Regions from separate parts of the Mus musculus genome. Here region 1 is linked to region 2. A link is a contact called in public Hi-C data. All regions are on one chromosome and are shown on one strand. Each heading gives the region's core, a stretch centred on a gene start, on an enhancer-like site or on the middle of the called end of the contact. The rest is flanking DNA. Distances are from core to core; before and after follow the strand shown.

Region 1 (3,711 bases), core at 634-3,133, 79 kb after region 2:
CGTGAACACAGTGGAGTGGTTTTCTTCCTGGGAACTTTATTCTCAGGCTTGTTAGGAGACAAGTGAGCATGCTCACTGTCTCAGAGAGGCATGGCCAATGGAAAGAGGAAGCCTGCTGGCCTCTGTCTGTAGATGTGGTGTTTGGAATTACAGAGGATAGAACCACAGGATGCTTCCTTAGAGAGCGGCGTTTAGGGTAGGACACTTGCAGAGCTGTACTGGAGAACGTATTCCAGTGTGTCTTCCTAAAATCTAGATTGGAAACATATCCCTACCCCAATCCTTATGCTGGTTTGTAGGTGGCTCACTTTCAGGATAGAGGAAAACTACTGTCACAGGAGGAGGCTAGTTCTCCCTAGAAAGAGCTAGAAAGGCTGCTTGCCTGCCTTGGCTTGCTCTTGCCCCCTGACCCCTCACTCTCAAGAACATTGTCACCTTCTGCGTTCCTTGCTTGTGCTGTGTTGTATCATCAGTGTCTCAGTCTTAGCTCTTTCCGCCTCTGGATCGACGAGCAGTATCTCTATTGTCTTTGTCAATTAACACATTTTGGTATTCTCTTATAGCAGCAGAAAAGGAAACAGGGTTTCACTCCGTAGCTCAGGCTGTCCTGAAACTTTCTATGTAACCCAGGCTGGCCTAGACCTTGTGGCACTCCTCCTGCACAGCCCCACAAGCATGGGGTACAAGCATGCTCAGTACCAAGTGTTTCTCTATAGAAAATTCTGCAGCATGGATTACAGGGAGAGGCCTGTGTATCAGACTATACACTGACTTCTTTTCCCTCTCTAAGTAAACCAAGAAACTAGTATTATTGATTTACCTTATTTTCTGGCTGCAACCAGAGGGTCCAAGGCAGCTTGTTTTAAAAAAGAAGACATAAGCTAGGCTTTGTGATTCATATCTTTAATCCCAACAATGAGGAAGCAGGAGGCTATCTTGGCCTACAGAGTGAGTTCCAGGTCAGCCAGAACTATGTAATGAGACCTTATGTCAAAAACAAAACAAAGAGACAAAGACAAAGGGACACCCAAGGGACCAGTGAGATGGCTCAGTGATTAAGGGAGCTTGCTGCCAAGTCTGACAATCTGAGTTCGAGACCCAGAACCCATATGGTGGAAGAAAATAAAACCTACTACAAAAAGTTGGCCTCTGGCCCCCAGACACGCACTGTAGCACATGTGTGTGCCCTGTGCTCCCACAAAATAAGGAAATAAATGTTTAGAACATTAAAAGAGATCAAGGCTGGGAGCAAAGGTCATCTTCCTGTTTCTTCCAGTTTGGGCAGTGGCAGCTTCTGCTCCAGTGCCGAGTAGAGATTGGCCTTGGTGGGACAGTGATGGTGCCCTCCATATTTGGTAAATGCGACCCTCTTCTCATTACCTCTTGTCTTTTATGGTTCATCTCTAGCATTTTCATCTTATGCAAATATTGTCTTTTCCCAGAAGTGTACATAGGAAGTTGAATTTTCTTCTCATTTTCCTGCTGTGAAAGATGACATGTTTATTAGTTTGGGGTCATTGTTGTTGACTGCCACAATCTACAGCCTTCAATCCTTCTTGGAGCAGGAGATCTTAATCCATTGTAATCCATGGTGTTCTCCTGTCATGATAAAGCTATACTGGTGTGTGTCCCTGACAAGTCCTTTGTATAGCTGTCTGAATGAAGTGGCAATCTGCTGTGTATCTAGTTGTATTTTAAAGGTTCTTGCAGAGTGTTGAAAGCCTGAATGTAAGGCCTTGACAATTTCATTTTGATAATCTCACTTCGACAATGTACCATTTCTCCCCCAACAGATGCTTGTAATATCTCTCTAGAAGAGTGGCTGGGTTTGATGAGACCTTCCTTCCCTTTCTCTTCCTGTGTCTTCTACCATTGAATGGACAGCTGTGACGTGAGAAGAGCACCCCCTAGTGGCCCTGTGGAACTTATTTCTCTACAGTTTGTTTTCATATTCTAATATAAGTACAGGGAGCACAGCAGTTAAGGGAGGCTTTGAAATGACTACTGATGAGTCTGCTGCTCTCCCTTTAGTTTGTCATGAAATTCAGTGGCAGAGGTGGCTATTGAGGGTAAGCAGGGGTGAATGTATTTTCATTTGTCACCTACTGTTGCCCAGAGGTAAAGAACAGAACTGGCGACAACCCTTTGTGCTGCCCTGTGGACAGTGTGTTGCATGGTGCAGAAACATAGAGGGAGGCTGCCGCAGCTGCCAGCACGTTAAGCACGGACTTGAGGACCTGTAGCATGCGGGTGACCCTTAACCTCACCCAGCAGTGACTGGCTGGCTCCGGAATGAGTCAGGACAAGGTTTGAAAAGGACCCCTACAAACAGCTTTCGTTTTTTTACTCTGCAGGGCAAAGCTGACTGAAGCCCTTCCCTGAGGTTACATTTTGATAGAGGTTGGTGGCACAGAAGTCAGGAATAACTTCTGGAGAAGCTCTCCCTGGGTTTTGAGAGATCGTTTTTTTAAACCCAGGAGGAGTGAAGGGAAGAGCTGTGCTGGCTTCCCCCAGCACAGATGAAAACTTGTAGAACCACCAGTTTCCACGCAAGATTCCCTTTTCATCTACATGGCTCTCTTTTCTCCACAAAGCAGACGGAGCCTGGCCTCACCCGAGGGTGGAGGGCACTTGCCAGTTGCAAGCAGGCATAAGCAAGCACTGATGCTTTTCATTCTACCTGCCAAGGACTGAACAGTCTGCGTTGGCTTTGAACTCCTGTGTGAAGGGGAAACTTGAAAAGAGCGACTCTCCCAGTCTCACCCACTTCCCCCAGTCTACAACCGCCCCAGCTCACCTTTGTGTTGGACTTTGTTCTGCCTTCTTGATGGCACAGAAGCCTTTCAGAGGTAATTGCTTGTGGCAGGTCAATGGGTTCAAGCTTCTAGAAGTCCAAAATTTAGAGTGTTCAGCATCCCTCACACCATGAGACGATGAAACACAAAAGCAGGTACATTAAACTACCCGAGCATTGTGTGAAAGCGGCACTTCCTCCTGGGCACACACAGGGAAGGTCATACCCAGTGTCACCACTGTCGTCTGTGGGAAGGGCTTTTTGACCTACAGGGTTCTTTATTGTTCTAGCTCAGTGTCTTCAGTGAGTTATTAATCAAAATCTTGGTCAGGGATTGAGGGATCGTGTTTAAAGTTACCAAATAGCTGGGGTCTTAGACTAGTAGAGATGAAAGAGACTGGAGACACACCTGATCTTCCCTTAACCACCCAGTGCTGTCCCAGTCCTTAGGGAGGTCTCTGGGGGAAGTTCCTTCAGTAATCATGGGTGACAAGGCATGCTTAAGAGAAAAGTACAAACTGGGCTGGCAAGATGGTTCAGTGGTTAAGAGCACTGACTGCTCTTCTGAAGGTCCTGAGTTCAAATCCCAGCAACCACATGGTGGCTCACAACCATCCATAATGAGACCTGATGCCCTCTTCTGGAATGTCTGAAGACAGCTACAGTGTACTTACATATAATAAATAAATAAATCTTTAAAAAAAAGAGAGAAAAGTACAAACTGCTAACAAATGGTAGGGTCATTTTTTTTTTTTTTAAGCAGGGAGTAAGGTTTATGGAAGACATTTATTGGAGCTTAAAAGGTTCACTGAAACTGAGCAGGAGTTTATCCGTGGGCCTGTCTAAGTTTCTCCTTGCCCCCAGTGTGTGTGTGTGTGTGTGTGTGTGTGTATACGTGTGCGCACACACACATCACT
Region 2 (3,770 bases), core at 1,266-3,765:
AAAACTCAGACTTCAGCTTTGAGCTCAGGACACAGCATCTCAGTGAGTACAGGTAGGAAAGTGGGGGCGCCTGCATTAGACTAAGGTTCGTACATCAGAAACTAACTCTACATATTTGATGCTTTAGGAAATCAGATGGCCAGGACGGGGAGGCGGGAGGCAGGGAAGCGGGAGGCAGGAGGTGGGGAGTAAGTGGGTGGGTGGGGGATCACTCTCATAGAAGCATGGGGAGTGGGGATGGGATAGGAGGTTTCCGGAGAGGGGAGGACCGGGAAAAGGAATGACATTTGAAATGTAAATAAAGAAAATATCCAATTTAAAAAAAAAAAAAAGGAGTCAGATAATAGATCCTTCCCTAAACACAGAGTAAAGAAAGCAGCAGCCTAACTAAGCACTTTGAGTGTTAGGTTGCTTGAATGAGGCTGGATACTAAATGTAAGGAAGGAGTGGACAGAGTGAGATGGAGCTAAACTTCAACTCCAGTCTTCTTGTAGGACCTCCTCAGCTAGTGGGTAGCTGTCACTACCCTAAGTTTTTAAACAACCCCATCTCTTACGTCTCACTGGACCCATGTCCATTTTCCAGTTTGCAGCCGATGAACAAATCTCCTGGTGTCTCGTGGGATGAAGCTGAAAGTCTTTCGGTAGCTGGCAAGACTCCTAGTGACCTGCCTTCTACTTACCCAACTCTTTTAAGCTGCTCCGGTTTTACAGGCCATTCTGCTCCTCACCATACTGCCCCCTCGTGGTCACTTGAGGTAAAACAGATGTGTCTTGTCTGGCTCAATTCTTACCTACACTTTAAGACTCCGATGAAATGCTGCTTTCTTCTGGGAGTTTTAGTGGTACCTGCTGTACACACCCTTCCTGGATTGACTCTCCCCAATGAAGTCCTTTATGGATGTTGTTGAGGTCTCTGTAGTTGGTGCTGGGGATAGATCCAGGTTCCCATGCATTCCGGGGTAGGAGTTTACCATTAATCAGTACCTCCCAGCCTCCCATCCTTAACTCTGCCTTATTTGTCCATCTCTTCCCCCAGATCATGGTCTCGGTGAGGACAGAACTAAGTGTTCGCTTTTCTCCTTGTCACAGATAGTGCTTGGCAGGGAAGCCACAGTTGTCCACTACATGTAAACGAGCAAATGAATTAATGAGGTAGCCTGATCAGATTTTGCCTCTGCACACTTCCAACAAAACATTCCTAGACACCCGTGCATAGTGAAATAACTGTGAGAGTCTTGTAATGATGGCGGTTCAGGGGATGCTAGGAGTATTGCATCAGGCTCAAGCCCTCAAGTTTGTTCTCTGTGTCAATCTCTTTCCCTTCTTCCCCGACTCTGTACTTTAAATTTGCTTTTCAAATGTTTTATGGAGGGGAGAATGACTACACTGTGATACATTGACCGGCCTCTAATACTTTAAAGACACCTCTTACAGTAAGGGAGTGAATAAAATAGGCGATTAAAAATAATCTTTAAGGACACAAGAAATGTCCATATAATTTTAATTAGTATTAACTATTTATTAATTGATGTCCAACATATATTTAATTATATAATTAGTGAACAAAAGTGTATACACAGATTTTGAACTTTGGAATATGTTTTTTCATGTATATAAAAAAATTTTTTTTGAAATAGGGTTTTTGTCTATAGCCCTGGCTGTCCTAGAATTTGCACTGTAGACCAGGCTGTCTTTGAACTAAGAACTCAGAGACTTGCATTCCTATGCCTCCTGAGTGTGCGCCATCACACTCAGCTACATGCACAGTTGTATTTGCTGCGAATAAAGCCTGTTTCAGGTTCTCCTCTCTAAAAAATAGTTTTTTTAGTATACAAACTGCATGATTTAAATAAACTGCTGTCTTTCACATAAAATATATTCTGCGTTTATTTAATCAAGATGTAGAAAGTACCTGGATATTCTAGCACTCAGGAGGCAAAGCTGGTGGGTCTCTGTGAGTCTGAGACGGGCCTAGTCTATATAGTATCAAATAGTGAGTTCCAGGACAGCCAGAGACACATAGAAGACCCAGTGTGTGTGTGTGTGTGTGTGTGTGTGTGTGTGTGTGTGTGTGTGTGTGTATGTATAAATGTATGTATGTATGTATCTATGTCTCTGAGGGTCATTCTGTGTAAAATACTTTTTTAAAAGAATTTTTAGTATTTTCTCTGAATGACTCTCTTTTGTTAAAGAACCATAAATTTAAGAAATCTTTATACTAGCATGAATTTTATGGCAATTAACCAATGTACAGTTATTGCAAGTGAGTTAGAGACTAGGCAAAAGGGATGCACAGGGCTCTAAGCAGCACCCCCACAGCTGGCCAGGGAAGTCCCTCACCTGCTCCAGTTACTTCAACAAATCTAGGAAGTTGCTTTTCTCTTGCTTAACAATAGGTCCCAGTGATAAGCAAAACCACTCTCCCCCAAAGCTCCTTGAAGTGCAAGAAGACTAAGAGGATCAAAGGGACCATCAACCGCTCCGGAACTTCAAAGGTTTCTCTAGTGGGAACCGAGGAGCGGCTGGCCCTTTCTACTTTGGAGAGTTCCATTACTGTGTGGAAACACAGCATTACCTCAGAAGGTTACGGCATCTTTCTATTTCCTCACTACAGCTGCATTGGAGATTTTGTGCACATACTAAAAATGAGTTGCAAATCAAAGTGCATATTAGGGATAGAGACCGATCCACTTCAATGAGCACTGTAGTTCTGGCTTAGTGTTATGTGTTTTTTTTTTTCCGTGTTTGTGTGTGTGTGTGTGTGTGTGTGTGTGTGAGACTTTCTACAAGTTTTTTTTTCTTTTTTAAAGTCTCAGTTGTTTTCTGAATTTTCTCATGTATACAAAAAAAATAAAACAAGTATTTTATTTCAGATGCTTTGTGTTGTAATGCAATGTTCAAGTTTACAAAGTATACTTTCCTTTTTCACAGCCTGGGTCCTGGCCTTGAAAATTGTCCTTTTACTGAGACATTTCATGCAGGTTATGATGACCTGAAGCCAAAATAACAGAGTCAACCATATAAACTGTTGTTTTCTTGTAAACATTGCCTCCAAATGTTCATTTTAATAACAAAATTATATCTGTAAGTGATGATTTAAGAAATGCTACCTTAGGCCCCAAATATGTCATTTATGGGGTAAAAGAAAGTCCTATGTAATTAAACTTGGTTAGGCATTTATACCAATAGAGAGCATATTCTTAAAGGATGTAAAAGAACTCAATCTTGCATCCGTAACTTTAGAATTAATGCATTGCACAAAGACAGCACGCGTACCCTTAAGAAATCTTTCGGGTGGGTGGGTATGGGGGACTTTTGGTATAGCATTGGAAATGTAAATGAGCTAAATACCTAATAAAAAATGGAAAGAAAAAAAAAAAAAAGAAATCTTTCAGTAGAGGCTAGAAATACAGCTCTGTAAGAGAGCACTTGCTGCCCTTGGAGAGGAACTGGGTTCAGTTCCCAGCACCCACGTGGTGGCTTACGTTGGTTTCATGGATTTGGCCTCCTGTTATGGCCTTCAGGAACACTGCACACTCACGATGCACAGACACCCACAGGAATAAATAAATGCATGTTTAAAACCTTTTCTAGAAGCCACAGATAGACAAATGGATGTTTCAAAGAAGCGCAGGCACAGATGTCCAAAGCGCATACAGGTTGGTTGATCATGGGAAGGTGTACATGCCCGTGTAAAACCAGAAGGCAGGAGCAGGAGAGATGGCTCAGTGGTTAGGAGCACTGACTGTTCTTCCAGAGGCCCAGAGT

Evidence for each region. Hi-C and Micro-C count contacts between places; a contact is called where the count stands out from the background.
Region 1: a contact with region 2 is called in a Hi-C map of CD8 T cells, with 4 times the contacts expected there. The contact joins two enhancer-like sites. A contact is called at or near these places in 31 of 484 Hi-C or Micro-C datasets (the AtT-20 cell line, B cells, the Ba/F3 cell line and 16 more), 1 of 115 datasets of contacts at active chromatin or transcription factors (memory CD8 T cells) and 1 of 9 other capture datasets (embryonic stem cells).

What each region holds. Positions count from the first base shown.
Region 1 is chr14:49,233,083-49,236,793 of GRCm38.p6, forward strand. ccdc198 (coiled-coil domain containing 198) reads right to left here. Exons shown (of 7, transcript NM_025956.4): 4 at 2,798-2,884; 5 at 1,381-1,482. Among named protein-coding and RNA genes, the nearest start is that of ccdc198, 10 kb to the right of the region's middle. Within about 2 kb of position 1,884, at least 12 of the 459 cell types and tissues checked have an H3K27ac peak or open chromatin away from gene starts, as enhancers often do. A contact at or near this core is called in CD8 T cells, where this site is marked.
Region 2 is chr14:49,153,291-49,157,060 of GRCm38.p6, forward strand. No RefSeq gene overlaps it. Among named protein-coding and RNA genes, the nearest start is that of Naa30, 17 kb to the right of the region's middle. Within about 2 kb of position 2,516, at least 18 of the 459 cell types and tissues checked have an H3K27ac peak or open chromatin away from gene starts, as enhancers often do. A contact at or near this core is called in CD8 T cells, where this site is marked.